Regions from separate parts of the Mus musculus genome. Here all the other regions are linked to region 5. The links are chromatin contacts, called in public Hi-C, HiCAR-type and HiChIP or PLAC-seq maps. All regions are on one chromosome and are shown on one strand. The core of a region is the stretch at or near the end of the contact, and the rest is flanking DNA. Distances in the headings are between cores, read along the strand shown.

Region 1 (3,389 bases), core at 166-2,665, 130 kb before region 5:
AAAATTTTGGTGATCAGTAGGTGGTTAAGATTCCTTAACCAGGGGCCATGCTGTTTTGCTTTGCTCACATTGATCATTTCTGAACATAAACCTGTGGTGCCTATCTCCACTTGAGATCAACCCCTACCCTAGGAATGCCTGTTTCTATTCAGCTGTGCTGGTCATATTATTCTGCTGCTTCAGGACTGCCTTATGTCTTAAATATTAAGTTTGTTTGCTCTATTCCCATGTGTGTGTGTGTGTTCCCTCTTAATTTAATACTCCATATTAGTTCAACCTATATACTCTAATAAAACCTGTATTTATACCTTTTCAATGAAAACCACAAAAACAAATGAACAAAATCTTCCTTAATACTTATTTCCCTACTTCTATTATTTCTATCATTTAAACTCTTCCTGAATAGTTACAGAGACAGTATTCTTAGAAATGGTGCTTTAATAATAATTACCTCATTATAAACAAAAGAAAATTATTTGTCCTCCCTGTCATTGTACTTCTCAAAGCAAGTATGCACCATGATCTTCACTGTAGTACACCTTTCATCAGCAACAAAACCAGCTTTCCATGTGACTACATCCTCTTGATTTCTCCCATTCGATATCCTACATAAATGAAGCCCAGCTCCTCAGGGAACTTACTTATTTCTATTAGCGCCATCTCACAACAAGCATAAAGACTTTGATAAGAGATCACATTGATCTATCAGTTGAAGATTAATAATAACACACATTTAAAGATATATAAAGTTGTGTTCTAACGTGCTTCCCTGCCACTTAATAAAGAGGAAGAAGAGGCATGGAATTTGAGAGAATGAATGCTGAAAGTTATCACCAGGAATGAAGAATTAAAAGGAATTATTCTGATAAATTATCAAGGATGTTAACAATAATTCATAAAAAAAAGAACTATGAGAAAGATCATAGGAGTATCATAAGTAAATTTTAACAATTATAGAAGCAAGGCACATTAAAAAAAAGTGTGAGATGAAAACCACACTCTCATTCTGACTACTGAAAATATTTTAGCAACATGACTAAGACACTGAAAGGAAATGGATAGGAAGGAGGCAAAATAATGCTTCAGTAGGTAATGAGCAGAAGGAGTTACTCTGTACTTTATACCCTGTTTTTATATTCAGAAGGAAGGGAGTCAATGAAAAGGTCAGGGTGAGGAGGCAAGCTGTTAGGATGTGATTGATGGTAGACCAGAAGGCAGGAGTGCCTTCAGAGGGACATTATTCTCCTTTGAATTCCTAGTTCCTTTCTTAATTCTTGGCTCCAAACAAAAGTAGAATAAATAGTTTTTGAATTAATAGATGAAAGAAGGAAACCCCAATGCAACCATGGGAAATGATAAAAGCATGAGTAAGCTAATAAAAATGCCTTCCCAGTTACAGACAGCATGGAGAATTTTAATGTACACCTCTTTCCAGCAAAATGGGAGGCACAGTTCTTGATAAGAGTGAGTAATGGACTAAGAGTGGGAGACTGGTTAGAGTAGAAAAGAAATGGTTGCAGGAACCCTGTAAAGGAATAGAGGGCAATAAAGATAAAATATATTTAAGGTACATTGACATTTCCAAATAAAATGACAAAATTGAAGCATCAGTCAATAAATTCCAGAGTAAAGTACAGTGGCCCTGGATTTCTACTATCAATGACTCCAGTATACCTGGTATCAAACATTAAAAACAACAACAAAACAAACAAACAACAAAACAACACAGGAGCAAAAATTTCAGTGATATGTCTCATGGGGAGAAATGCTTTCCGATCATTAGTGGTAATGCACCTACAGCAAATTGCTAAGACATCTCTATCAAATCATTTTGTTTTCTTCTCAGTTCTTTCATTTATTTATTTATTTGATATTTTATTTATTTACATTTCAGATGTTATCCCCTTTCTCGGTTTCCCCTCTGGAAACTCCCTATCCCATTATCCCATCCTCTCTCCCCCTGCTTCTATGAGAGTGCTCACCCACCGACCCACCCACCCACTCCCTCCTCTCCACCCTGGCATTCCCTTTCATTGAGGCATCAAGCCTTCACAGGACCAAGGACCTTTCCTACCATTGATGCCCGACAAGGCTATCCTCTGCTACATACATATGCAGCTGAAGCCATGGGTCATTCCAGGTGAACTATTTGGTTGGTGGTTTAGTCCCTGGAGCTCTGGTGGGTATGGTTGGTTGATATTGTTGTTCTTCTTATGGGGTTGCGAACCCCTTCAGCTATTGTGTTATTTGGGTTATTGGTCTTTCATTTCTTGAGTACTTTATGAATTTAGGATGTTAACCCTCTTTCAGATGTAAGGTTGGAGAACATCCTTTCCCAATATGTAGGTTGCTGTTTTGTCCTATTAACAGTGTCCTTTGCCTTACAGAAGCTTTTCAGTTTCATGAGGTCCCATTTATCAATTCTTGATCTTAGAGCTTGAGCCACTGGTGCCCAGATGAGGAAGTTGTTTCCTGTACATATTAATTCAAAGCTATTCCCCACTTTCTGTTCAATTAGATTCGGTTTATCCAGTTTTATACTGAGGTCTTTGAAAAACGTGGACTTGAGTTTTGTGCAGGATGATAGATAACATCTACTTGTTTTCTTCTATATGCAGACATATGTTATACTAGCATCATAAGTTGAAAATGTTTTTTTCCCCATTCTATGGTTTGCTTTTGTCTTAGTCAAGGTTTCTATTCCTGCACAAACATCATGACCAAGAAGCAAGTTGGGGAGGAAAGGATTTATTCAGCTTACACTTCAATACTGTTTTTCATCAGCAAAGGAAGTCAGGGATGGAACTCAAGCAGGTCAGAAAGCAGGAGCTGATGCAGAGGCCATGGAGGGATGTTCTTTACTTGTAGGCTTGCTTCCACTGGCTTCCTCAGCCTGCTCTCTTATAGAACCCAAGACTACCAGCCCAGAGATGCTCCCACCCACAAATGGCCCTTCCCCCCTTGATCACTAATTGAGAAAATGTCCCACAGCTGGATCTCTTGGAGGCATTTCCACAACTGAAGCTCCTTTCTCTGTGATTACTCCAGCCTGTGTTAAGTTGACACAAAACTAGCCAGTACAGCTTTCTTTATCAAAAATTAAGTGTCCATAGTTATGTGGGTTTATTTCTGTCTTCTATTTGATTCCATTGACCATCCTGCCTTTTCCTATACCAATATTATGCAATTTTTATTCCTATTTCCCTGTAGTCTGCCCTGAGGTCAGGAATGATGATATCTGTAGAAGTTCTTTTATTGTTCAAGATTGTTTTAACTATTTTCGATTTTTTTTCCTTTAGTGTTTGAAGTTGAGAATGGCCTGTCAAGGTCTGAAAAGAATTGTATTATAATTTTTATGGGAATTACATTGAATTTGTAAAGTGCTTTTG
Region 2 (3,466 bases), core at 525-3,024, 160 kb before region 5:
TGGGTGGGTAGGTAAGTACCCTCTTAGAGGCAAAGTGGAGGGATGGTGGAGTAGTGAGTTTGTGGAGGGGAGAGAGACCTGGAAGGGGGACAACATTTGAAATGTAAATAAATAAAATAAGCAATTAAAAAAAAGAGAGATGGAAGAAAGAATCTCAGGTATTGAAGATATGGTAAAGAAAAACATACACCATATTATCAATGATAGTGTCAGGCTTTGTAGCCTCCCCTTGAGCTGGACCGATATTTGGGCTGGTCACTGAACCTCCTTTCCCTCAGTCTCTTCTCCATTTTTGTCCCTAGCAGAAGCTGAAGAGGGTGACACTATAGGAAGATCAGCAGTGTCAAATAACCTGAATTCCCCAAGAAAGAAGATACACCTAACCCTCAAGAGACTTGAGACCCCAGTGAGTGGGGAGGTTGGTGGGCTAGAGGAGTGGGGACATCCTTTTGGAGGCAGTGGAGGAGGAATGGGGCAAGGAACTATCAGAGGGCAGACCTGGAAGGGAATAACAACTAGACTGTAATAAAAGATTAAAGATTAAAAATAAACAATGTTAAGTTATAACATGATAATTTTCATCTAAAAAGACACAGAAGATTTATTTATTTATTTATTTATTTATTTATTTATTTATTTATTCTTCTCTGTCATTCTCAGAGCTAGGATTTGCCCCATAAAAGTATTTTTAGAGAAGATATTTTCTAAAGATATGACAAATCATACTTGAAGTACTGCTTAGGCTGGTGCAAGAAGAACCCACGAGGAAAAGAGAGAACCTTGGCAGGCTTTGGATGATGCCCTTCAAGTTGCAGGAGTGTCTGTGTTTCATGGAGGAAACCAATCAATGGGTTTTGTTTTCATAAAGCAAAGTGGTATAGAGATAACTGAGTCACAGATATAGAGAGCTTCAGTAGGCATGAATCATGAAGAATTTCATGCCTTATAGAGAAAAAAGCTTTCTAATAACAATTAGGAATATCATTCTTAAGTATACATATACCTTTCAATGCAAGTGTGGACATGTGGGGATAACACAGAGTTGCAGTGAGGCATTGGTGGACAATGATTGCAGCTCTGGTATGTGTGTACTAGGTTCATAGATGCTGAAGATAACTAAGGCTTCAGTTGTAATTATAAGGTAGAGTGTGTGGATTTGTCACAAAATATCCAGGTATCATTCAGTTCCCAGTGTTTTATGTAGAGGCACATTGAAAATGTACAATGAAAAGTTAAAAACAAAATGTCTCTGTGTAGAAATGACAAATCCTGATTTAATTAAGTGAAATAATTTCAAAAATGGTAATGGGTAAAGGCATTTCCACTTTATGGTATAAATAAGTCACACATTTCTTAAATTCACATATGGATACGATTTGAAAAAAAATCTCTTAAAACTATTGATTTTTGTGCTTAGCATACTAATTTTAATAACATAGGGCAGAATTATTTTACTCCTTAAAACAGCTAATCTAGCATTTTTAAATCCATTACTTAAAAAGACACAATTGAATTAAAAAAGTTGATCTCATTTTTCTAAGGTTGATTTAATAATTACTTTCTCAGAAAATACTAAATATCAAATCACATTTTCCTTAACATCAGAAATTATGTGACAAGTAAGAAACTGTGCTGTTCTGTGGGTGGAGACAGGATGAGCCTTCAGACAGTCTGTACCTCCTTGGGGAATAACCTCACACTAAGCAGGCCCTGGCAAGGAGAAGGCTGCATTGATCCCTTTGTTACAGAGCTTTCTCTGTGCAAAGCAAAGTGATGTAAGCAAGCCTCTGACCTTTGACTGGCTGGCAGCAAGCTGCAACCAACTGGCCTAGCAGCTGAGAACAGAGAGGAAGAGTTCCCCCATAAATGTCTGCTTTAGAATTTCATCCAAAACAAAGCACACCCTGGGCTCCTAAACTGCTGTGCACCCTACCCAGGATCAATTAAGTCACAAAAACTGTCCTTTGAGAAAATCTGCCTCCTAGACTTGGAGAAATGTATGGTTTAGTAAAGCAAGGCGGCTAAACAAGTCCTCAGAATGGATTCAAGGTTTTCAGTCATGCAATCTTCCAAATCTGCTTTCTTAACACCTTTCATTCTTAATATTGCCATGCTCTTATTTTTACCTCTCAAGGGAGATTTACACTTAACTTTGTAATGTGCCACATTTTCTAAAATGTTCCATTACCACATAAGCATCGAGGCAATCCTTCAGATAACTCAACACAGATTTCCTTATCAAAGTGGCTGATTTACACCTCAGATTAAGGAATGTGAACATTTTCAGGGATGACAGACATTTAAAAGAAGCCCCCCAAAAGACAGTTCAAACAATAGCTAGAAGTTTAGAGATGGAGAAAGAAAAGATCTGTTAAATATGAGTAATTGTTACACTGAGACTTTAAGCTCCAGTTGCCATAAAGTTAATCCTGGGACCAGACCAGAAGTTAAATTGTTACCTCATGAGTTTATAGTTACAGTGTAACACAATGTTTTATCAAACAACCTTTAAACTTGCCCAGAAAGTGGCCTGACCAAAGAGCACCTTAAGACTTTATGTTGAAAAATAGAGTTAAAGAATTATTGTTCTTCCTGAAAACAAAAATATATGATGAAACTTTGTCAGTTTACTTACAATTGACTTTTGTCTTTCTTTCAAATTATCTAATATATAAATTTAGTTACATGTGCATTGGATTGTGTTTGACTTTTATGCTAATGATAATATCTACATGTAGGAAACTTCAGTTTTACCATCCAGGAAAAAAATAATAATAAATATTTATGATAGTAATGATAGTAATGATAGTAGCAACAAAAATATTCTATAAATAAAAGAAGCATCTAAATTGACAAGGCTTTGGTATTTCATTGTACTAAATTAGAAAAGATTCCCTTACAAAAAAATTTAAAATATGGAAAATCTGTATAGTATATAGTCTTACTGAATATATTTTATAATAATAAAAATAATATACAAATTCTAAAAAGACATATCTAGGATCTATCAACTTTTCAACTTTCTTTGCTCCAACTGTTAACACTATTTGAAAACTGTTCCAACTTTGTCAGAACACATTTATCACATTTTTAAAAACAATGTATTTGTATCATTTTAAATTACATGCATATGTGTGTGTGCAAGTGGATGTGTGCAGGTGAGTGGTGAACACAGATACCCGCGAGACTAGAGGAGTCACGTGCCCCAGAGTTGGAGTTACACAGAGTTGTGAGCCATCTGAAATGTCTACTGGCTACTAAATCCAGGTCATGTGGTGGAGCATCAAGTCTTAGCAACCACTCGCCATCTCTCTGAGAGATGAGACTGAGTCTCATTAGCACTGTTTCAGTGTACACGGTTGCAGGACATTGACAGATGACGAGGTGCCAGTGTTCCCTGAGGAAATAGATTCTCTCCCCACAGAAGCTGTCAATTGCAAAGAGCTACTGATCTAGAGGTGGGAGC
Region 3 (3,015 bases), core at 407-2,906, 220 kb before region 5:
AAAAATATAGCCATTCATGTCAGAAACTTTTCTTTTTAATATTCTAAAGTTAGTATTTCCAACTAATAGAACGCGGTGCCTCTACAGATACCATGCTTCACAAACATTGGCTAAGGCTCTCTGTGACGTGGGCATGATTCTCAAGGAGTTACACTTTGATTACTCACACTAAGAGCTACTGGGAGAGCTCCAGAATAATAAGCGAAGTCAACAGTTGCAGGCTCCTGCTTCACTAATTTTACACACCTAAAGTAGAATGGACATTTTAAAAACTAAGTTTTTTAAATAGAAAAGTATACATCTATTTGCCATTTTGATTTCTATACAATTTTATGTGGTGTATTAGGATAGGACTCTTTTCGACTTCATTTGATCACTGTTGGCTTTTAATTAACTAGAGCTTTCCACTACAGACTAAGTGTGTAAGAGATGTTGTGTAATGCAGTCATAAAAATATTGGACTTTATATATTTATCTAACCATTTTTTTTCTTATAACATGTAATACTCAAATGCCCCTCCTCCCAACTGTAAACTTAATTTCAGTGTAACTAGCATAGACTGTTTTTTTTCTAAACAGGTAAATTCATCGTGTGAGAAAATGCCATTTGAGCTTTACTTTCTGATCCTAATCAGTATATACAGAATATTTTTTTTAAATCAATAAACCAGTTAAAGTCTTCCAAAGCAGAAGTATTTCTCTTTTTAGCATTTCTTATATAGCAGTTTTTAGCTATTCGCATTGTTAACTTCAAAGATGGTGTAATTACAGTTTTTAAAACTAAACTTTTTTTTTCTTACTACATGATAACCCAACTGACATTAACCTTTTAAAAATGTACACATATTTTAAAAATATAAAGCAATAAGAAATTCATACTCCATAGAAATTTCTACATTCTGTTTTTACATGGGGTTAAGATGTAGAGTTTTTTCCCTGAGGAACACATATACAGATTTTTATATTCCCAAGTCTCATTTTCTTACATATAAGAACAAATGAATGATCTCTCCTTGGTAACTTATCCAACCCAGAAAAGAAGAGTAACTCCATCCCAGTTACAGGTGCTACTGAGTCCTGACATGGCTCAGTTTAACTTTGAATACAGTGAGGAAGCAGCATTGTAGAGCCATTGACATCACCACTTCCAGTATTCCCAGGTGCTATCAGAGAAATTTTGCAAAACCATACTAAGTAATACCAATAGCTCAAGTCTTCTGGGCTATTGGTTGATCTAGTCACGTAGGTATCCACACAAGGTAAATCTTTATGTTTCAAACTCGCATAATGTGAATCAAATGAAGCCCCGGAGAAGGATCAAGATCCATGCTCTGTATGCTAAACCAAACCAGGCCTTGCTGTTTCTTCATGTGCAAGGTCAGTAGCTGCTGTGGATTTGCCTCTTTTGTAGAGTGAGGCAGGAGATGCATCTGCTGCTTTGGTCTCTCAGTAAACATCACAGGCTGTTTTTCATTTAAATCTTTCCCCTCACATTCATCAAATTGTTTTTACTGTATTTTTCTTTGGGTTAGAACAGGAAGCCATGAGACACTCTTCCTAAAATGTAGAAACATTGTGAAATGGAGGTTGTATTAGTGTACTCTAAATACACACACATATACAGTTTGAAGCTTTATAGTATTTACACACTGGCTCCAGAAGCTATCTATGAAACAAGCTTAGGCAAAGCTATCTGGCTGGGAAGGAAGAAAAGCTTTAATGATTCATGGAAAAAACATGAATACCACATTTTATGATGAGGGGTGTGACAAGAATTCCTTTTATGACCAAGCTTTACTCAGGTTCCTAAACCTACTATAATCATTTGTAGGTTAAGTGGTAAAATCTAGACACTTTTGTCACCTTACTATGAACCAACCAACCTCAGTATCTGATCATCCTGGATACATAACTGGGTAGCTCCCACCTACCATCCTCCAGAGGTGTCTGATTACTCTGGCCTATCTTCAAATTTCTGTTACACTCTTTTACCCAAAACTTACCCCAGTCCCTGTTATTGCCCTTAAGTTTGTACCCACTGACCTCCAGTCTGCCTCCACTGATGTCCACTTTCCATCCACTGAATTTACGTCTGTATCCACTGGTTTCTACTCTGCATTCACTGGCCTCCAATCTTCATCTACTGGCTTCCACCCTGTATCCTCTGACCTCCACTCTGCATCCACTGGTATGCACTCTTCATCCACTGGATTCCATTCTGTATCAACTGATCTCTACTCTGCTTCTACTGATGTCTACTCATCATTCATCGTGTTGCATTATGTAAGCAATGATTTCCATTCTGCACCCACTACTGTCGACTCTGGGTCCATTGAACTCTATTCTGCATCCACTGACCTCTATTCTTAATCTACTGACTTTCCCCTGCATCCATTGTCCTGCACTCTGCTCCTAAATTGTACATTCCGATTTGTTCAGCCTAATACCCCTGCACTCTAATAAAGTCCCAATGCAGTAGGTCCTACATATATTGTAGTGAACAATACTCGTTTTCTTTTGATTACTTATAAAAATATTAATGACATAATGTGTGACTGCTCCACTCATTAGCTTATAGGAGCTGAGGTCACCAGCACAAGACCTACATAAGATCATGCCATTAAACATTATAGCATGATGGGGAAGTGGTTCTTAAACATTGACCCCTAACTTGGAGCTATGGAGAGTTTTAGCTTCTATGGGAGAGTTAAGTTTTCTTTAAGGGTGTGACCAAGTAGGTGAATCACATTTCACTGGATTTCCCCACATAGCAAAGTATGTGGACAGTATATATTAGAGTCAATACATTATTAAGTACATAAAAAGGGAACTTGAAATTAGAGGTAGGAGTTTGGGTTATGTCTCTGACAAGTTAACAGGAGGAGATGGCATGAATATAATAAAAATACATTGTTTGAAATTCCCACAAAATTAATAAAAATTTTAATATCCTCTAACATTTTTCTCTTTTATATGAGATAAAAGGAGAAAAGGTTACAGATAATTGCAGAAGAA
Region 4 (3,426 bases), core at 462-2,961, 250 kb before region 5:
ACTTCTGGTAGTGTGCAAAATTCCTTCCAGTACCATAACACTACAGGTAAAGGCTCTAGTTGGGCATATTAGGTGTTATCTTCAACAATAAGGCATTGCCATCAGTTTGTAGAAAGCAATAATTAGCCTTAACTATAGTCTGAGCTCTTTAGGTGTTGCACTTGGCCAAAAAACTCAATTAGATATAAATATCCCTGGACCTGGAGGTTTCATTTGGTGGCAGATATGACAAGCTAGAGCATTGTCTCCTCATTACTTGATAATTTCACTGTGATTTCTTTCATTTATGTGTTTATATAAAGAAGCTTCTATAGAATTAGGATTCCTCAGAGGGCCCTTGCTTTTAGCTTTCTTTCCCCATATTCTCTCATTTATCATGTTCTGATATGATATTATCTATGATTATAGTTATCTATGATGATTAACATTTCCTGTGCAAAGAAGCAGGGGAGTCCAAAACTGTGTTTAAAAGAAATGAGGGAGTTAATTAAAGAAAGAGAGAAGCTAAGAAATTGGCCCACGCTGTTTAATCCTCCAATTTCACTCACCACCTCAGTCACTCCATATATATTTATTATATTTCCCCTTCATCAGGAAAACCTTCCCTCTACCCTAGTCCCTTACTCTATTCCTAAACTCTGTGGTTACATGGGTTGTGCTGTGCCTATTGAAAGCTTAAAAGCCAACCTGCACATGTAAACAAAGACCATATTTATCTTTTGGGGTAAGGGTTATCTCATTCAGGATTATTTTTCTAGCTCCATAAATTAACCTGTTAATTTTAGTGTTTAATTTTTTAAACAATTTAGTGATATTCATTAGTGTAAATGGGCCACATTTTCTTTAGCCTCTTTTTTTCATTTCATTTTTTCCTTTGATACACATAAGCAGTATGTTTTCACCAAAATTTGCCAGTTTAATTTATAAGAAATAATGTTGATAATGCTAAACAAATTATGAAAATAAGAATATAGTAGATTAAGCATAGGCTAAGGTTATCCAGTGAATATTTGGGCTCCACAAAAGTCTGAATATTTGTGTCTTTCCCCCAATTACTTTGGTTAAAAAATGTATAATACATTAGATGATGATAGCAGGAGTTGACAACCATTAGGGTAAGTTTGGGTCATCAGGGTAGAATACTCATAGAAGATATTAGTATCCTTTAATATATTTACTAGAAGGGATCTTGTACCCTTTCATCCTATAAGGACAGAGGATAAAAATGTCATGTCTGAATTGGTAAATAAAGTCTCACCACTGAATCAGCAGCCACTTTAATCTTGGCTTCCCAGATTACAGAACTAAAAAATAAATAAATTATGTTGCTTATAGTCTACTGAACCTATGATTTCAGTAGTGCTACATGAATGGGTGAATATATGCTTAGATACCAATGAAAAGCTGCAGACTAAGATTTAGAATGCTGGCAGCCAAGGGAATTCTTTGTGGTTATCCCATTAGACCTTGGAATGCTACTGTAAGAATAAATGGATACATGTCAGAGCATTGAGAAAGATGATTAACATTTCCTGTGCAAAGAAGCATGGGAGTCCAAAACCGTGTTTAAAAGAAATGAGGGAGTTAATTAAAGAAAGAGAGAAGCTAAGAAATTGGCACTCTGAGGCAAGTTAGGGAACTGATTTAGAGGGTGTGGGGACATGGGAAAGAAAACAAGACAGGAAGTCTTCATTACACAGGCCAAGTAGGCTGTCTGCCTTGTCAGAGATGGAACTACTGGTGAGATTCAGTGTGATTACAACAGTGGGTGGTCACTCCAGAGTGAAGCTATGTTAAAGGTCAGCATCACCAAAAAGAATCAGACGATATGAACTTGAACATCTGCTCTGATAGACAACATCAATTAGAAAATTATGAGAATGAACCCACTGAAGTTGTTCATAGGAAATATTGGGGAACATGCCTTGCTAAAAAAAAAATAAATCCATAAAGTGATAGTAAGCTAGATAAGGCTGATTGGCAGGAAGCTGTGCACTCACAGCTGTAGCTTTAAATAAAAATTAAAAAGGAAGCTTGGTCTCATAAGCAGAGCTCATAAATAAATAAATAAAAGGGGGCTCCTACGTCATCTGCAGAGGAGTCCATTTAATTTGCTAATACGTGGAAGTGTTGATAGCTCACTGTAGAGTATTTTCAGTAAGAGGATAAAAAGAAGTCATTTATTTTAAGCTACCTTATCACTTCTAATGAAAGAAGCGTCTCTGAAGATGTGAGCAGACAGACAGGGTAAGTTCATGCCTTAAGGACATTATGCGAAATAGAATAGGTCCTCTCCTTATCTCTTCTAATGCCATACATTTGAATGCCCAGGTGTCTTCACGGGTAAAGATTTTTCCATCTTGTTGAGGTTCTAAGAGCACAAATTTAGTTTGTGTTGGTGTGATACAATTACTGCCTTTTATACTTACATATGCTAAATATTATATAGAATGTAAATGTACATAGCTTAGTTAGAAAGACAATGATTCACTGAAGAATCTGGTAAATACTTTTAAAATATACAAGTGTACATTTTAAGGTCAATTTTTTCCCACAAAGTGTTAATACAGGTTATCTTGAAGCAATAGATGAAAAATATTTTTAAAAATTCAACTTAAAACAGTTCTTAAACTTTATGCTTTGTGTGTATAGTTTTATTACGCATATATTATACTTATTAATATGTCTGTGCCTCATATGCATGTTATTTGTTAGTATGTCTGTGTTTATAGCTGACTGCCTGGATAAACCACCATTACAAGGCTCATTCTGGAGAAGACTAATTTCTTCTCACAAAAGTGATTAATTACCTGTAGCTCTTCATCTAGAGGTGAGGACTTGTGAGATTTTTTTTTCAACCACATAGATTTGTCAACTAGAATAGGGTATCTGCCTGTAGGTTTTCTTCAGGTAACTAAATTGTTGAGATTTCATAGGTGCTGCTCCCCTGCATGGATCGAAGACATCTCATAGCAGACAATCACGATCTTTTGGCTTTCAAAAGCCATGTGTAGGCATTCCAAGCCTTGTGTGTAGGGCTTGAATTGCTGATGTGTCAACAATGTCTAGCGTCCCATGCACAGTTAACTGGAATGAACAGTTCTGTATTTCTACAATGATCAGCATCCTCAAGGAAAAACAGAAGCTTCCTTGATGGGGAGTCAGAACTACACTCGTATTTGGATATATGGACATGTGTTTAGAATACAGTTAGAAATTATACTGGCTTAAGAAACTAGCAATAGTAGGTTCTCTTCTAGAGTCAATAACCACACCAGCTAGAGAGGTATTTGGCTAGGCTTGCAACACCCTACATAATGTCCTTCCTATAGATCTGGAATTATGTCCAATTAAATAAATGTTGTTTCCCTCCAACATACAAGCACCACCATGACTCTATTGGAAATGTCAAGCAGTGCTGGCCAT
Region 5 (3,352 bases), core at 223-2,722:
GGCTTTCATTTGGATTGCTCAAGTGATGAGTGGTGTGGAGCCTTTTGTAGCATCTCTTGCCCATTCATGCATGTTTTTTTGAGGGAATCTACTTAGGTTCCTTGTCTACTATGTACTTAGCTGTATACCGCAGAGATAGTCCACCTTAAAATGCAAACCATCTCAGGCAGGCGAATCTTGCAACGATTATGAACTTCTTTAACTTGATTTTCACATATCTCAAATATATGGCAAAAATCAGACAATCCTACCTACTGGACATCAGAGGCGGTGTCTACATAGATACAAAGATTCTGCCCTCTAATCACTAACTCCGGCAACTCTCCTTCTTGGGTCCGACTGAGCGGGAATTCTCTTTTGTAATCTTAGAGGTGTTTCCCGCGACAACTTTGATAAGAATGTAAAGATTCTACTTCATTTTGTAAGGCAACTGAGGAAATACACAGGGAATAAATTGCACTCAAGGGTCCCTCACACAGTGACACCTACTGGGCTGAAGCGAACAGTGATTTTTTTTTTTTTAAGCCAGCTCTGCTCAGTTTACAAGGAGTGAAAGTCTTTTCTTTTGATGTTCAATCATTTAATTCAGTCTAGTCAGAAGAAGAAACCCCCTTCCACACACACACATCAAAGTCAGTTGCACGGCTTAACGAGTTTTCCTGAAAGCAGGGCTGCAAATAACTCGCCTGTGTGTAGATTTATGAGTCTCAAAGTGTTGGGACCATTGGAAACAGCATTCTTGAAAACAAAACAAAAACGTGAAAATTCTTACAACTTCTGTTTTGGGAGTGTCCCGGAGAGGAAGGTGCTGGATATGATTCAGTGTGGAAAGGTCAGCATAATTACTGATTTCAGGACGTTAGGGAAACGCGGCAGGAAACAATACTCAACAGATTACACTTCTGGGAAAGGGGGTTACCGTACGTTACTCTCCCCTAGCTTTAGAAATTTTGCTTCAGGGTGAAGACAAGATCCGTGCCCGTTTAAAACGGTAACTCTTTGCCTTAAAAGGATGCAGGGAATCTTCCTCTGGCAAAACAACTGCTTTGCACTCGGATATTTACAGCGTAGCCAAGCCTGCATGCTTTTCAAGAGGCGCGCATAGCAAAACTGGCTGAGCGCGCTCAGCGACTGTTCACTGCCAAAGGCAGCGCTACGGAGAAGAGTCTAGCCTGCAGCAGAGCCTTCCCGCGCCCAGGCCAGCCTGTGCTCCGCCCTCAGGCTCGCTGCCACCCGCGGCCAGGCGCTCCCTGGGTGGGGCGGCGGCCCGTGCAGATGCGGCGGGCCACGCGGGGCCGCTGCTGCAGCCGGCTGGGCGGTGCGCCCGGGCAGCCTCAGCCGCGCGCCGCGTCGCTGTAATCGGACACCGAGCGCTCGCCCCCGGCGCCCGGCCACTTGCCATTCACTCCGCGGTGCGGGGTTGAGCGACGTGGAGAAGGGCTCCGGGTGCCGCGGCTCTGCCGCCCGGGATTCTGCTACAAAGAAACTCAGCACCGGCCGGCAGGAATCCCACCCTCCGGACTCACTAAGTCTTTAAAGGTCTTCTGGGGAAAGGACCTAGGGGACTGGAAATCCAAGCCCGGAGCAAGTGGCTGACTTCTCCTGGATCTTTTCCCACCTCGGTAAGCCGGACTCAGATTTTCAGTCTTACTCAGTTACTGAAATAGAACTTTTCTGGGTCTGTGTACTGACTTGTTTTTCCTTTGGTGTGCTCAAGTCTGAGTATTTTCTTAGGAGCCCACGCGACTCATGAGGAAAGCGCTCCGGGAGGAGCTGAGCCTGACTGGAGGCTGTGGCACCTGCCAAGACTTTAAGTTGCTCCAGTGCCTTCTAAGGGGAAAAACACCGGTGGAAGCTACATAATATATTTATACTCTCGTATTTACTCATAATAGATGACCAAGCACTAGCCATCACTTTTAAGTGTGCGAGTTAAAGGGACTAAGTTGTAAAGGACTTGGGCGGGGGATGGCAGTCACAGCCCATCACTAGGTCGGACTGAAACCAGGGTGTTCTGATAGATAGATCAGCACTGTCTGATCTCCCATGTCATCTAGGCAATGTTCTTCGCAATTTATGGAGCATATCTCTTTTAGGGGAGGCATATCGGATTATGTACTGGTAATAGCAATATGTAAAAATGTACAAATGTCTCTAACTTGGTTAATAAACAGACTAAGGTTGGACATATTAATAGTATCCCTTCCCCCTGGTTTTAACTACTAAGTCAACAAATCCCAGGGGTAAAATTCTAAGGGAAAGTCACCCATAAAAATCAATTTTCTTCTAAGTTAATTTAGGGATGACAGGGTGAAGAGGTTGTGGAAGCAGGAAGAAACTGTTTCTTTTGAAAATTACCAACACAAACATCTCTAGGGTCTCCTCCATCTGTGTGGTAGAGGCAGAGAGTTTCATGTTGCACTCTTGCAGCATATGTGCTACCAATGAGACCAGTTTAGATTTTTCTTTGAGATTGCATGCTGTGTTTAATTGTCCTTTCCTTCTGTGTCAGAGAAACAGCCTTTTCAATTTTTAACCTCACTTCCTTATTGAATAGAATCAATAATGTATTTTCAATTTAAAAAAGCCATATAACACAAGATCTGTAAGGTTGCATTTCCAGACTAGACCTGCTTGTCATTTTACTGTATAATTACACTATATGAGAAGTGATGGGATTTCTGATGGCCAGTGGGGCTCATATAGGTTTGTTCTAACAGTACCTGGCCTCCCTTTATACTTAGACATTAGTTAATAGCTTATATTAATTTTATAGCTACAATTTTCAAGCAAGAATATTGTCTCTTTGATTCATTGTTTGAAATTTTGATGGCGCACTCTCTGGATGATTTATGTAAAATATGCCTTGGTGGATATGGGGCTCCAGTGGATTACTCACCACGAGGTCATTGGTTTAAATCTGGCAGGAGTCCATGGTTACCTCATCTGCATCACTTAACCACTGCCTGGTCATCTGCATGCACTGGCAGATAGCTGATTGGGGTGGTTTAATAATCAGGGATGGAGCACAGGTAGATTTATGTATGGAAACACTATTTCAGAGGCAATTAATCCAGAAGAATTAGTGAGCATGGAATGAATGGGTACCCATGAATAGGATGGTGGAATCTACTGTATTTATTAGGGAGAGTATTTTCAATCTTCAATACTCTGTCAGTATAATTGAATGGGTTCTAGAGAGATGAGGTATTGAGATTCGTTGGGGGAAATCAATTAAGTGTTTTCACTGATGCTTTGTTCTGCTTTGATGTCAGCATCATTTTTATGGGATGATAAAAGAATTGTCAGTTGCAAAGACTTTCAGACACAAATAAATCAAAAGGTTTCCATT
Region 6 (3,308 bases), core at 718-3,217, 180 kb before region 5:
CACATCCTCCACAAGGCCACATCTATTCCAGCAAGGCCATACCTCCTAATGGTGACACTCACTATGGGTCAAGCATTCAAGTACATGAGTCTCTAAAAGGAGGGGGGCACCAAACTTATTCAAACCACTGCACTTGCATACATGTATATTTGAACGAGTGTACACACATGTGAATGTAAGTGTCCATGAGGCACAGAATAGGGTGATTGATAAATGAGGAGTGGCAGGTAATGGACAGCTGCCTGACAAGAGGACTTGGAACAGAACTCAAGTAGGTGTCCTCAACCTCTGAACCATCTGGACCCATGTAACTCCTATTTGAAATTAATTAAAAAATAATAATAATTTGAGGTTTGGGTACCTTGCTTTCCTCTCCTCCTCATTAGCCTACCATCTTGCCTTTCTTTTCTTTTCCTTTCTTTTGTGTGTGTGTGTGTGTGTGTGTCTTTCTTTTTTATTTTTGAGATTATGATTTTATTACATTTCTCATTTCCCTTGTTTCCCTCTAAATTCCTGCATATATTCTTCCCTGCTCCCCTTAAAAGCCATGACCTCTTTTTTTGAGTTTTACTATTCTGTACATGTGTCTGTGTATGTCTGTCTGTCTGTGTGCCTATGTGTGATAGATAAAAATACAGATAGATATGTATATATCTATTCCTAAATTTAAGTTTTTCAGTATATATAATGATATTCATAGAGATTTAACTCTACATGTTTTAATTTTGATTATGATTTTTTATACTGGTCTCTGTTGCAAAGAGAAGTGTCCTTGATTGGGGGTGGTGAACATTGTACTTGTCTGTATGTATAAGGACAAAAGTTTATAGATTATTATAAGGATTGATTGCTAGTTTGAGAAATTAGTGGTTTTAGATTCTCCTCTAATATCCATGACTTCACTAGCACTAAGTGTTTAGCTAGGTTTCCAGTACCAAGCCTGGTTCCCTTTCCATTGTGTGCATCTTAGAGAGCTGTTGGTTACCACCAAGGTATGCACACTACTACTGCCCACTTAGGTTTCCTATGCCATGCTTACTCTTGATGTGGTTCATAGGCATCAAGGCCATATATGACCATTGATTACCTCTTGGGGGCTGAAGCTTTCATATTGATTCCAATACAGGGTTCTCTGGATCCTGCTTCTGAATAGATGGTATTTTAACAATAGACATTTAAAATTCACGAAGGTGAACAGCAATAGGTTTTACGTTTCAGGAGTCTTTTGTTCAGCTCTGGCCAAAGGGGGGGGGGGGGGAAGCAAAAAGGAGACTTCTCATGTCTTGGGTTTTTTTAGTATTTTGATGTTTGGGGAGTACTGGCAGATCTGACAAGAAAGAGGGAGCTCATTATAGGAATATGGAGGGAGGTAAAAACAATAGCAGAAAAAGAGGAGTATTTAGGAATAGATGGGGAGGTAAATCCAGAAGAAGGGGGGAGGTGGGTAATAATAATTAATAATAATAATAATAATAATAATAATAATAATAATGTTTGACATATCATAGGAATCATACTATTAACTGTTTACCAAAAAAATCTCTATAATATACTAAGTCATGGAATAGTTATACATAGATAGTTTAATGAATTTTTCTTGCTTGTTTTCCTTTATGGTGAGTTAAAAATTAATAGTAATAAGTGACTACCCCTGAAGATCTTAGATTAATAGTAAAATCTAAGGGGGGTTTTCAAAGAATTGGATAAATTTGTACTACTTCTTTAAGAAAATGGATTTTCCTTTCTAGAGTGAATACCTGAGAGAGAAAAACAACCAACCTAAGAAGCACATGGGGAAGTATGCTGAAATTCTGGCATGTCACCGAATTCAGCACACACTGACCTGTCACGCTCTCTGCGTTTCAAACATTTCTGGCTTCATCTTGGATGCAGCTCAAAGGAAAGGATCAAAAGGAAGTGAAAGGATGTCCCTGACTTCCGTTCAGTGTCTCAGACTCACTCTCCACACTGCACACTAGCTCCTAAGACTTACCACATCCAGCTCACGTGACAGGACAGCTGACTTACATTCATTGACCCTCAGAAATCCTGTAAGTGAAAATAAAAGTAATTTCTTGAATTCGTGGGCTTTTCACCACAGTAAAGTTCATAAGCACGCTGACAATAAACACCATGTCTTAGTACAGAAGTGTTATTTATGTTCTGTGGCTGTACTGATGCACAAGAGAGTCTAACAAAACCTCAGAACTCGAGGTAGTCATTCATGCCTTTCAGCTCTGCATCCAGATGGCAAGGGAAGGAATTTTGGGAATACAAGCATAACCTAAGTTGTTAAAGTTACTTTGCAAATCAAATCAAACCATAAGTGAATAAAGAAATAAGTCTTTGAACAATATTCTAAGATATCTTTACTAGCATACATTCAAATCCATAAACAAAACTTGATACAAAACTACAGAATTTACTACAACATCTATAAACGAGAGATTACTTAATAAATGTTTGAAGACTGGTTTAGAACTATTCTCAATTTTCAAAGTTCCCCAAATAGTAGGAGCTGCTTTTAAAAAAAATTAAATCATATCCTTAAATAGGAAAGTGACAGTCACTTCCCAACTCCGTCCATGATTCATCATTTCTAAAAGTTGGCTTGAGAGTTTACATAGCCAAATGCTGGAGACTGATAGACTAAAGAAACAACAAATGTTAAAGAAAACGTAGAGCAAGTTCTAATCAAGGTGCTTTTAGAAACATAACTTAGCCACAGTTTATTTAATAAATATTTGATATAGGTTTGATGAATGAATTTTTTAAATGGATGAATGAAAGAAGCAAAGAATAAATATTTATTTGAGAATTCTTGGCTTATCTTCAAAATTCTTATAAATAAATGAAGTAAGTCTATAAGTGATACCCATTTTGTACATTCTAAGTTATTTGAAAATTAAGTCACATTAAAATATGATGTCATGATAAGGATCTGAAAACATTTAGTTAATCTAAAATATTTAAAAGTGACTTTACATCATAAGTACGATTAAAAATATAAAATAAATGGGGAACACTGGAATGTATTCTTAAAAGCATATTTCTCATTACATCTGTTCAGTCAACGTGTCAAAAATGCATGTTTTAATGGTGAGAAAGAATAGAAAAAATAAAGCAGAAATTTCAGTTTTTGTAAACCATCTTCTGTTAGTTTATAATAAGTTGTGAGTGTACAATTTTGTTGGAAAGATAAAATAACTAGTAACTGTTTATATATTTTACTTCCCTTATTTTTGCACTCAGTACTAAAGGAAACCACATGAAAGAGAATAAAGATGCAAGTCCAAAACTCATTTTCA

What was found. A called contact is a pair of places that touch in the nucleus more often than the background predicts. HiCAR-type assays count read pairs that join an accessible place to other places. HiChIP or PLAC-seq counts read pairs in DNA pulled down with a chosen protein or histone mark.
Region 1: a contact with region 5 is called in a Hi-C map of pancreatic cancer cells, with 4 times the contacts expected there. The contact joins the enhancer-like site here to the promoter of Sema3c in region 5. A contact is called at or near these places in 6 of 39 promoter capture datasets (the 3T3-L1 cell line, 3T3-L1-derived adipocytes, cranial neural crest and 3 more), 3 of 484 Hi-C or Micro-C datasets (the HL-1 cell line, pancreatic cancer cells and uterus), 2 of 115 datasets of contacts at active chromatin or transcription factors (a colorectal cancer cell line and pancreatic cancer cells) and 2 of 9 other capture datasets (adipose tissue and pancreatic islet).
Region 2: a HiCAR-type map of kidney shows a contact between it and region 5, with 3 times the contacts expected there. The contact joins the enhancer-like site here to the promoter of Sema3c in region 5. A contact is called at or near these places in 5 of 39 promoter capture datasets (the 3T3-L1 cell line, 3T3-L1-derived adipocytes, hematopoietic stem and progenitor cells and 1 more), 1 of 484 Hi-C or Micro-C datasets (epidermal suprabasal cells), 1 of 115 datasets of contacts at active chromatin or transcription factors (kidney) and 1 of 9 other capture datasets (adipose tissue).
Region 3: a contact with region 5 is called in a FOXA1 HiChIP or PLAC-seq map of pancreatic cancer cells. The contact joins the enhancer-like site here to the promoter of Sema3c in region 5. A contact is called at or near these places in 2 of 39 promoter capture datasets (liver and second pharyngeal arch cranial neural crest), 1 of 484 Hi-C or Micro-C datasets (nephron progenitors) and 2 of 115 datasets of contacts at active chromatin or transcription factors (a colorectal cancer cell line and pancreatic cancer cells).
Region 4: a contact with region 5 is called in a FOXA1 HiChIP or PLAC-seq map of pancreatic cancer cells, with 7 times the contacts expected there. The contact joins the enhancer-like site here to the promoter of Sema3c in region 5. A contact is called at or near these places in 12 of 39 promoter capture datasets (the 3T3-L1 cell line, 3T3-L1-derived adipocytes, embryonic stem cells and 7 more), 2 of 484 Hi-C or Micro-C datasets (embryonic fibroblasts and nephron progenitors), 3 of 115 datasets of contacts at active chromatin or transcription factors (bone marrow-derived macrophages, neural progenitor cells and pancreatic cancer cells) and 1 of 9 other capture datasets (liver).
Region 6: an H3K4me3 HiChIP or PLAC-seq map of bone marrow-derived macrophages shows a contact between it and region 5, with 3 times the contacts expected there. The contact joins the enhancer-like site here to the promoter of Sema3c in region 5. A contact is called at or near these places in 10 of 39 promoter capture datasets (the 3T3-L1 cell line, 3T3-L1-derived adipocytes, cranial neural crest and 5 more), 3 of 484 Hi-C or Micro-C datasets (bone marrow-derived DN2 thymocytes, epidermal suprabasal cells and uterus), 3 of 115 datasets of contacts at active chromatin or transcription factors (bone marrow-derived macrophages and a colorectal cancer cell line) and 1 of 9 other capture datasets (macrophages).

Annotation. Positions count from the first base shown.
Region 1 is chr5:17,438,491-17,441,879 of GRCm38.p6, forward strand. No RefSeq gene overlaps it. Among named protein-coding and RNA genes, the nearest start is that of Speer4f1, 36 kb to the right of the region's middle. Within about 2 kb of position 1,416, at least 11 of the 459 cell types and tissues checked have an H3K27ac peak or open chromatin away from gene starts, as enhancers often do. A contact at or near this core is called in the HL-1 cell line and pancreatic cancer cells, where this site is marked.
Region 2 is chr5:17,417,662-17,421,127 of GRCm38.p6, forward strand. No RefSeq gene overlaps it. Among named protein-coding and RNA genes, the nearest start is that of Speer4f2, 46 kb to the left of the region's middle. Within about 2 kb of position 1,775, at least 43 of the 459 cell types and tissues checked have an H3K27ac peak or open chromatin away from gene starts, as enhancers often do. A contact at or near this core is called in kidney, where this site is marked.
Region 3 is chr5:17,357,940-17,360,954 of GRCm38.p6, forward strand. No RefSeq gene overlaps it. Among named protein-coding and RNA genes, the nearest start is that of Speer4f2, 14 kb to the right of the region's middle. Within about 2 kb of position 1,657, at least 17 of the 459 cell types and tissues checked have an H3K27ac peak or open chromatin away from gene starts, as enhancers often do. A contact at or near this core is called in pancreatic cancer cells, where this site is marked.
Region 4 is chr5:17,327,675-17,331,100 of GRCm38.p6, forward strand. No RefSeq gene overlaps it. Among named protein-coding and RNA genes, the nearest start is that of Speer4f2, 44 kb to the right of the region's middle. Within about 2 kb of position 1,712, at least 7 of the 459 cell types and tissues checked have an H3K27ac peak or open chromatin away from gene starts, as enhancers often do. A contact at or near this core is called in pancreatic cancer cells, where this site is marked.
Region 5 is chr5:17,573,344-17,576,695 of GRCm38.p6, forward strand. Sema3c (sema domain, immunoglobulin domain (Ig), short basic domain, secreted, (semaphorin) 3C) reads left to right here and starts at 1,473. Exons shown (of 18, transcript NM_013657.5): 1 at 1,473-1,622.
Region 6 is chr5:17,388,179-17,391,486 of GRCm38.p6, forward strand. No RefSeq gene overlaps it. Among named protein-coding and RNA genes, the nearest start is that of Speer4f2, 17 kb to the left of the region's middle. Within about 2 kb of position 1,968, at least 15 of the 459 cell types and tissues checked have an H3K27ac peak or open chromatin away from gene starts, as enhancers often do. A contact at or near this core is called in bone marrow-derived macrophages, where this site is marked.